Regions from separate parts of the Hordeum vulgare genome. Here region 2 is linked to region 1. A link is a contact called in public Hi-C data. All regions are on one chromosome and are shown on one strand. The core of a region is the stretch at or near the end of the contact, and the rest is flanking DNA. Distances in the headings are between cores, read along the strand shown.

Evidence for each region. Hi-C and Micro-C count contacts between places; a contact is called where the count stands out from the background.
Region 2: a Hi-C map of leaf shows a contact between it and region 1, with 4 times the contacts expected there. The contact joins two enhancer-like sites. A contact is called at or near these places in 2 of 6 Hi-C or Micro-C datasets (leaf and seedling) and 1 of 1 datasets of contacts at active chromatin or transcription factors (embryo).

Annotation. Positions count from the first base shown.
Region 1 is chr7H:537,229,444-537,234,011 of MorexV3_pseudomolecules_assembly, forward strand. No RefSeq gene overlaps it. Among protein-coding and RNA genes, the nearest start is that of LOC123410117, 270 kb to the left of the region's middle. Within about 2 kb of position 2,343, at least 3 of the 3 cell types and tissues checked have open chromatin away from gene starts, as enhancers often do. A contact at or near this core is called in leaf, where this site is marked.
Region 2 is chr7H:537,582,491-537,587,058 of MorexV3_pseudomolecules_assembly, forward strand. No RefSeq gene overlaps it. Among protein-coding and RNA genes, the nearest start is that of LOC123412943, 37 kb to the right of the region's middle. Within about 2 kb of position 2,606, at least 2 of the 3 cell types and tissues checked have open chromatin away from gene starts, as enhancers often do. A contact at or near this core is called in leaf, where this site is marked.

The DNA.
Region 1 (4,568 bases), core at 1,093-3,592:
AAAATAATATGTATTCTTTCTATTTCAAAATATAGTGCATGAAGGTATTTGTGACAAGTCAGATCTTCCAAAGTTTGACCAACTATATAGAGAGAAAATACCAACCTCTGTTATTACAAATAAATATCATGAAATACATATTGAGATGGAGTATTTTATATCCTACTCCGTATTTGGTTGTTATTATTGATGACGATACTTTTCTCTATATATAACTTGCAACGGTGGGTGCAGCCTAACTGCCTAAACATTAATCTTTCGTCCAGATTGTGTATGTAAAAACAACAGGGGCGCCATTCTTTTTTCTGCAGAACATCATGCATGGACCAGACACACAGTACACAATTGGTTTGACCTACCAAGTGGTCAGCTTGGTAAGCTATCAACAAAAATTGCAATTGGTTTGACCTCATTATACTGCAACAGACAAAACGGGAAGATATTAGAGCCTAACCCATGAAACTTTTATTCCTTTATTACTTAAGTTAATTGACTAAGAGAGGATCCCGAAGAGAAGTGATTAAGGCGTATGTAGCCAACTAATATATTAGTAATGTGCTAGTACATAACAAGGGAATCTTTAGGAGTTTGGGGGCATTGGAAACACCATTATGTGCAACACATATGCAGCAGCTGATCAAGGTATGAGCATCTCGACGCAAACAACTAATATAGGGCGCATAGTACACTTCCCAACCTTCCAGCTAGAGTTCAAAGGCTTGAACAGCAAACAAACTCAGAGCAAACAACAAGGCTGCACCAACATCAATGCATGCGTTGGTGTGCTAAAACAAAAGACTTGAATACTTTTAACTATTCCACGCAGTAGGAGTACACTTCTGGGTGAGTTGGTCTGACATGCATATGCTCCAATCAATACAGGTTTCCCAAAAAATTCAACCGATGGAGCGGTACCTTTCCGGAGTAGCACTGCATTTCATGTTCAAGTGGATGAATAACTGGGCCAGTTCTGAATCGACATTAGTATCAGCCTAGCTGGCAGCTCATGAAAGAACTTGTCTTTTGCCGGCCAGGAACATCAAGGATATCCATCTTGTATAACTGAGTGAAATAAAGTTGTATGAACTGCTTTTGCTGGACTTATATTTGCTCGTGATACGACTAAAACAATTCCCAACGAAACATTGCCATGATTGATTAATTTGTGTGTGCTACTACCATTATGTTTAATCCTTCTTTCCTGGAATGGAGTATTATTTTTTCATGGAATAAACCAGGAAAATCAAACAAGTGAAATTATACGAATTTACCATTCCTGGAATTCGATTATAATCAATGCAAATACTATGTTCCTTTGCACACGCGTTTAATTCTGATCTGCGCCTGTTCTAGATCTAGTCGACATAGCAGTAAACATGTGTGCAGTGATGGGGACCTATAGTTTTCAGCTGAGAAAATCAGGGACCTATGAGTACGCTTGGCTAATTTCTCATCAATTGGGAAATTAAACATGTAAACTTGACCAACAAATTAAGGTGTGCAAACATGTAATGAATCTTAATTAAGGCATGAAAACATCGAAAGCGTTACAAGTTCAGACATGCATCGAAACCAAGGTAAAGGGCCTAGAAAGAAATACAGTAATGATGACTACTTTTCCCCCATCACAGGCTAATAATTGCAGAGGGAAAGAGAGGAGGGAGAGATCCCCAATGAGAAGAAGCTGCGATGTGTGTGCGGCTGCATGCACAAGCATGCAGTCACGCCCCCTCATCATTGCACCAATCTGCATCTCATGCAGTTTATACGCATGCCACCAAAAAAGAGATCCATCCATCACCCAAACGCACGGAGGAAAAAAAAGAGAACTGTTTGCGAGAGGGATGGAGGGGGATAACCTGAACAGAAAGAAACCAATCGGCTCGCCCATCTCAGATTCGGGAGAGGCGATTAACCAACCTGGATCCCGACAGGGGAGGAAATCGATCGATCATGGCCGGGAGCCCTTGTCTTTGGGGGGAATGAAGCCTGGTCCGAGATCTACGCACGTTCACTCTCCTCTCCCCCCTCATCGGATCTTTGATCTGATCATGGAGGGATCGACCGAGGGGAGGAAGATAGAGGGAGAGAGAAAGAAAGAGAACCCCGAGCCAGACAACATTCCCCTCAAAACGAAAAGGCTCCCTCTCTAGCCAACTTTCTCTCATCTTCCTGGTCCTATACTACCTGCCTCCCTCTCTCTCATCATCCGACCTTTTTCTCTTACTTTCTTCTCGCCTTTTGGAGCGTGGGTTGTGGATGGAGTGGATGGGGGCAGGGGCGAGAGACGGGGTGGAGAGGGTATATATGGAGCGCTAGCTCCCAAAGGAGAAGGGCCGGGATGAAAGGGAGGGGAGGGAACGGTGGGAGAGGCCCCCCATGAGCCACGGCTGGTTCCGAGGGAGATCACCTGTCTGAAGGAGGCGTGTGACTCGGGCTGCGGAACAGGGGGGAGGAGGAGATTTTAATTCGGGGAGTTTTCTTTTTTTTTTTTAATTCGGAGAGTTATGGTGGACCTATGCCCACAAGAATTGCTAACTTCACCTACCCATCCAACCATGCCTAACCATGCATATCTACTCTTTCTTGGCAACTTGATCTGCCAAACATGGATGGAAATTCATATCCTTGCATGTGCAAATGATTTTTACTCATACGTACTAGTACTTGTTTAGTTAGCCTAGCCCACGGGAATTTGAATGTTGAAAGAATTGTGAATATTACAACAGCTACTTGACATGCCATGGTTGGTTGTCTAGAAGAATCTTGGCACTACTGGGGACAGGGCCTATAGCCCCGGCCCGTAAGGGGGTTTTAGTCCCGGTTCTCCAACCGGGCTTAAAGGACGGGACTAAAGGCCTAACCTTTTCGTCCCGGCCTGTTACAAGCTGGGACTAAAGGTGTTCCACGTGGGCGTCTCGTAGCGCCCCAGGGGCAGGCCCTTTAGTCACGGTTCGTTACACGGTCCGGGACTAAAGATTTTCAGATTTTGCTGGCTTTTGGGTTTTTTTTAATGAAATTATTTTTGGGTTTTAGGGTTTTAGGGTTTAGGGTTTAGGTGTTTATTGATGCCTCGTTTTGTGTTCGGGAATTAGTTTTCATATAATTTAAAATAGAAATAATTATGCATATATATATAAGATTAACTTATCTTACAAGCGATCATATATATACAATTATATGGAGATCTAAATTATCGGGACTAGAGCCCGTCTATTCGATTACATGGACGAACATGAGTAATGGCCCTTAGCTACACTAAATCGTCCTTTGTCTTCTATAGCTTCCGTTCTCAGAAATCCCGCAAGCTCCTATGCAACAGCAATCGCGCGTTGCTCTGGTAGGACCTTCGTCCTCATGGCCGTGTGCTATATAAGAAGAGGAGATGAATATGAATATCAATCATGATAACAAAGAATGATGGGTAAAAATAGAGGTGTGAATGTTCATTGCTTACGTTGAATCTGTGCTCCTTGAACTCAGAGGTAAACGTGCGAATGGTCTCGCAAACATAGTATCCGCATAGATGCGTTCCCCGTGGCTGCTGGTCGCACTTTACGAGAATGGAATATATATAATCAAAATAATAATCTAGCATCATAAATGTATTGAAAATTAATAGAAGTATATCATACTACTACTTACCTGAGCCGCTCTAAAGGTCAGCTTCTCAGGAAAGTTACCGGGAGTCACGCACTTGAACCGATTACAAACCCTGCCCGACAAGGATAATGATTTGCTAAGTTTTTCATTAATTGATATATCAGAAAATCATCGAAAGAGACCGATAGAGCGCAAGAATGATTAAAATTACCCTTGGAGCATGTCCTGCAGGCTTTGGAACTGTTCCAAGGGTCTCGATAATGGGTCGAAGGCATCAACTCTTCCCTTATCAATTTGAATGTCCAACAGAATCCAATGGAAGCTACACATGTATATATATATATATATATATATATATATATATATATATATATATATATATATATGTGTGTGTGTGTGTGTGTGTGTGTGTGTGTGTGTGTGTGTGTGTGAGTAACTTATCAATTACACTTATAAGTGAATGGACACAACAGAGTAAAGACCCTCACCTGAAGTTGTATGGAAACAGTATGTGGTCACAGAAATTTTGATCTATTAGAAACCTTAGAAGGTTTTCCTCCGTCTCCTTGGGATAATTAGTTAGCGTCGCTATATGTATTTTATTTGGATCAATAAACCCAATATTTATGATGCTCTTACTTTTACACTCCAGAATCTTCATTCTGCATAATAGAGTACAAGTTAATTATATATAGACAATGAATTGAAATAACTAAACAAGTTATATGTAGACAACGAATTGAAAAACTTACAGACAATAGCAACTCATAAGTGATTTGTCGAGGGTGTCGCCATTGTACATCTGGAAGAGTTCATCAAAGTCGATATGGATTTCTTCGGAGCGGCCGTAGTACTCCTGTGGGACACTCAGCACGATCATCGTTCTCCCATTCTTTGATTCACTTAAGTACCATTTATGCAAGTAACGCATATTTGTTGGGAGATCATCTTTGCTGACCAAAGGC
Region 2 (4,568 bases), core at 1,356-3,855, 350 kb after region 1:
AGTCTCGGATGACAACAATTTTTTAGAAACAAACATAATACAAATGATAAACTGGTATCTCGCTAGCCCTTTCTAAGACCACAAAACATAAATGCAGAGCACCTCCAAAGAACAAGGACTGACTAGATATTGTAATTCATGGTAAAAGAGATCTAGTCATACTCATACTCAACATCAGTTAATAGCAAAGCATACAAATGACGAGGGTGCTCTCTAACTGGTGCCTTTTTATAAGAAGAGGATGGCTCAACAGTAAAGTAAAATAGATAAGCCCTTCACAGAGGGAAGCATTGATTTGCAGAGGTGCCAGAGCTCCAGCTTTTAAAACCGGGGTGAATCAAAAATTTGGGTGGTATACTTTCATTGTCAACGTAACAACTAAGAGTTGTCAATATGTTCCATGCTAAATACATTATAGGCGGTTCCCAAACAAAATAGTAAAGTTCTTACTCCCCCTCCACCAATCAGACACATTCTACGACAGGCCGCATCTACAGGTACCGTCCATACAAACAACAATCCTGAGGAAGTTTTGTTTCATTAAGTTTGATTTGACTTTTGAGCACAGAACTGGGCATCCCGATTATCAGCCACTTTCTCGTGAATGATAGTGAATCAACACATATCTTGAGAATAACCCACATAGCATGGAAGATACTGATAGCCCCTAGTCACTACATGAGCGATTCGGGCATACAAAGCAGAATATTTATTTGAAGGTTTAGAGAATGGCACATGCAAATTTACTTAGAACGGCAGGTGAATACCGCAAATAGGTAGGTATGGTGGAATCATATGGACCAACTTTGGGTTTATGGGGATGGATGCACAAGCAGTATTTTCGCTTAATACAAGTGAAGGCTAGCAAAAGACTGGGAAGCGGCCAACTAGAGAGCGACAACAGTCATAAACATGCTTTGAGATTAACCAACATTGGATGCAAGCATGAGTAGGATATAAATCACTATGAACATAAACATCGTAGAGGCTATGTTGAACATAAACATCGTAGAGGCTATTTAGAGGTGCGAGAGCTCATAGCTTAAATTGGGAGATAAAATTGTTTTGAGGGGCATTCTTTTACCGTCAACAAAAACGACCGAGAATTCCCAATATCTTCCATGCGAGATAAATCATAGGCGGTTCCCAAATGTAAAATAAAATTTATTTTCTTTTCCACCATTCTCACACAATTCATGGTTATCTGTATCCATGGGTGCCCTCCATATCATTACTTTTCAAGGGATTTATTATTAAAAAAAATAAAAAACTTTTTTTATTTCGGGACTAGGCATCACTATTATCTACTGCACTCTGGTACAATGAAAAATGAATAAACACTTATATTGAGAATAACCTACCTAGCATTCTTGTGCATTGGATAAAGAAGTAGAATACTAGTACTACAGACAGGATGTAGATGTTCTTAGGCCCTTTCTAGTGCTCCATGGTGGATGGGTGCTAAGCATGCCACATAAGCAAGAAAGTGACATGGCACATCATTTAAGAACGAGAGAGAGCACTTTGTTGACCCCAGAAAGAACCAATGTCAAGCACGTGAACCTAGGCAAAACACTTCAATGAAAAAAGATGACCAATGCATGAAAGAGTTTAGATGCTATATCATTAAATAAAGTGGGCTTAGCAACAACAAGTTAAGCACTCTATGCATTCGGGAGTTGGGTTGTTAAGATATTTAATGCACTTAGCGCTTCATCTAAGCACCCTTGCATTGAAAGAGGCATATACTAGCACTAGACACCAAAGATCTCATATATCTTGTTTCAAAAAAAAGATGTCATAGATGATTGTGACTATGTGAAACACACACATATATCTTATGTGGAGTGGTGCCTGATAAAAACACAAGAAGCACGAGTTTTTGTCCAAAAAGATTACATGCACAATCAAATTGTTAGAAAGAAAAAAAAAACCTCTAGATGAAATTGATAAAAAAGACCCCCCCCCCCCCCGGTCGTGGCAACAGGCATGTCAGCCGACACGTGGCACCTGCCGTCACGCCATCACTGTTCTTTCTGACGTGGCGACATCGCCCAAATGAACAGTATTTTGAAAAAAAAATCAAAAAATAGCAAAGAACACAGAAAATCCTGAAATTTTACACCCAGCTAGAACACTCGATCATCTTTGCTGCAAACAAATGTCTGTATTTTTTTGATTTTTTCTGCTATTTTTTGAAAAAAAATTATTCATCTCTACTAAACCGTTCCTCGCGTGAAGAGCGATCTTTGTTCGCTCGGGGCATCAGAAAGCGATCGATTGATTCGGCTTTGCTGAAGGGTTCGGTCCTTGTGGGCTTGTGGCCTTGTTTTGGGAAGGTGGATACTTCATCTGGTTGCTGTTGCGCTGTGCGCCACTGAAACCCTGGATTTATGTGTTGGGTCTCGCTCAGCTTGGCCAACATATAGGCTGGATCGATCGGGGCTCCTTTCCCCGTCTGCTTTTTTGTTTTTGACTCAGATGCCACTTGCTGCGAGTTTGTCTTGTCACCACTTTTCCTCGAGGGATCACACGCTTCCTTCGAAATTCGCCACAGAACGGCAGATCCTGGTAATCAAGGTTAATCAAGGTAGCCTCCTCTACCCCACCGGTCAGCCTAGAAAAAGACCATGAAAGCACGGAACATGCACCCATGACAACGCTTGAAAAGCTGGCTTTCTCCTTGCTCCAACTTTTCATCGGTCGCTTTCAAAAAAAAAAAAAACTTTTCATCGGTCGATATCTTTTCTGACGCCTGTTTGAACACAAGCTTAAATGCCGAGTTTATGATCAAGGACATGATTGAGAGAGAGTGTGTGTGTGTGTGTGTGCGGGGGAAGGGGGGTCCGTGCTCTGGCTGGAAAGACATATCAACAGACAGGTCGCGGCAGGAGGCCGGGCCTACCATGCCATGGCATCTTTATTTGCTACTGCGATCAGTTCACCAAAAATATACCAATGATGTGTAAAAATAGGAGTTCTCTGCACAGAACAGATCAACGTACGTCCTCCTCCTGCACCTTCTCATGGTTCCCGCGGATCAAGAAAGCCAGAGGAAGGAGACACGCAAGGAGCAATCAATCTCTGCTCCACGCTGCTCCCTTCTTCAACCGGCAACCCATGCACGATCCGGCACGGCAGCGTACGTCCACGCTCGTCTGATGAGACCGCCACCACGACGAAACGGCGACCATGCACGTCCCCCCACCTCGGGCACGTCCATTGCTTCTTCTACGTACCCCCTGCCGCCCTGCGCCTACATCTACATGCGTCCCCGGCATGCGCTCCCAGTTTCCTTCCCGATCATTTCGATCATGTCCTGCCGCGTGCCTCGCGTGCAGTTTGCTCGGAACGTGTGTATGCATGCATGGCTGCGGGGTTTTTCGTTGGAGGCTGAGGCCCCGTGCGTCGGTGCGTGTGTGCGTGCTAAGCGGTGTACGTTTGATTCAGCAGAGGCATAATGCTTTCGCCGCATGCATGCGTGGCCGGCCCGCCGCTCGCCGGCGGTGTCATCGACGCGTGGTACTTCGTAGGTTGGCAAGACGGTCCGTGCGTGTGATGGGCTCGCAGCTAGCTGATGCATGTATAAGTACTGGAGTAGTTTTTTTTATCGGGGCCTAAAGTCTTATATCCATCCGTCTTAAAATAAATGTTTTAAGTTTAGTATAATTTTATATTAAAGCTTGTATAAAGTTGAAACCGTTATTTTAGGACAGATAAAATACTAGTTAGTAGTAGAATGGGAAATAAAATGGACCTGCACTACCTAAACATATGTCACAAACTGCACACCACCTCATATATAGCAGCTTTTATTTGCTACTGGGTACTCTACAATACTCCATCCGTTCCTAAATATAAGACCTTTTAGAGATTTCACTATGAACTGCATACGGATGTATATATAGACATATTTTAGAATATAGATTCACTCATTTTACTTCGTATGTAGTCCATAGTGAATTTTTTAAAAGATCTTATATTTAAGAACAGAGAAAGTACATACGTAGCAAAGAGTGGGTGCTTTAGAGTGAGCAAATGTTCTCTTCTTTGCGATATTTTCGTTATGAAACAGCCAACCAGGGTAGGTATGGTTGCCCACCCACTTAGCAATAAAAATGATAAAATCATATTGCTATGCCCCGCTTTGTCGTGTGAATGATACTGGTAAGGATTAGACCATCTGCATCTCTTTTTTTTGAGAGAGAGAGCATGTGCATTTTTAATGTCTACTCGCAAATATTCTCTCAGATCCGTACGCGAACAAAGTAGTCAGTCCACGGACATGGATGTTGAAGGTCGCTATCCTGTATTTGTTCGTCAGTAAAAGATACATAATTTAAAATTTAAATTTAGTCTGATCCACACACTACGCCTATTATACTATCGTCAAATCGCATGCCCCGGTCATGATCAAAAGAGGGTAAGTATGCGTAACTTTTACATGTGTGAATTCCAAAGAACATCAATTTGACCATCTGCGTAATTTTCTACCCTATCGGACCAACAATCCCTGCCATCTGCTCGTCGATCAAGGTGACGGCGTTGTCGCGTAGGCAGCCTTCGCT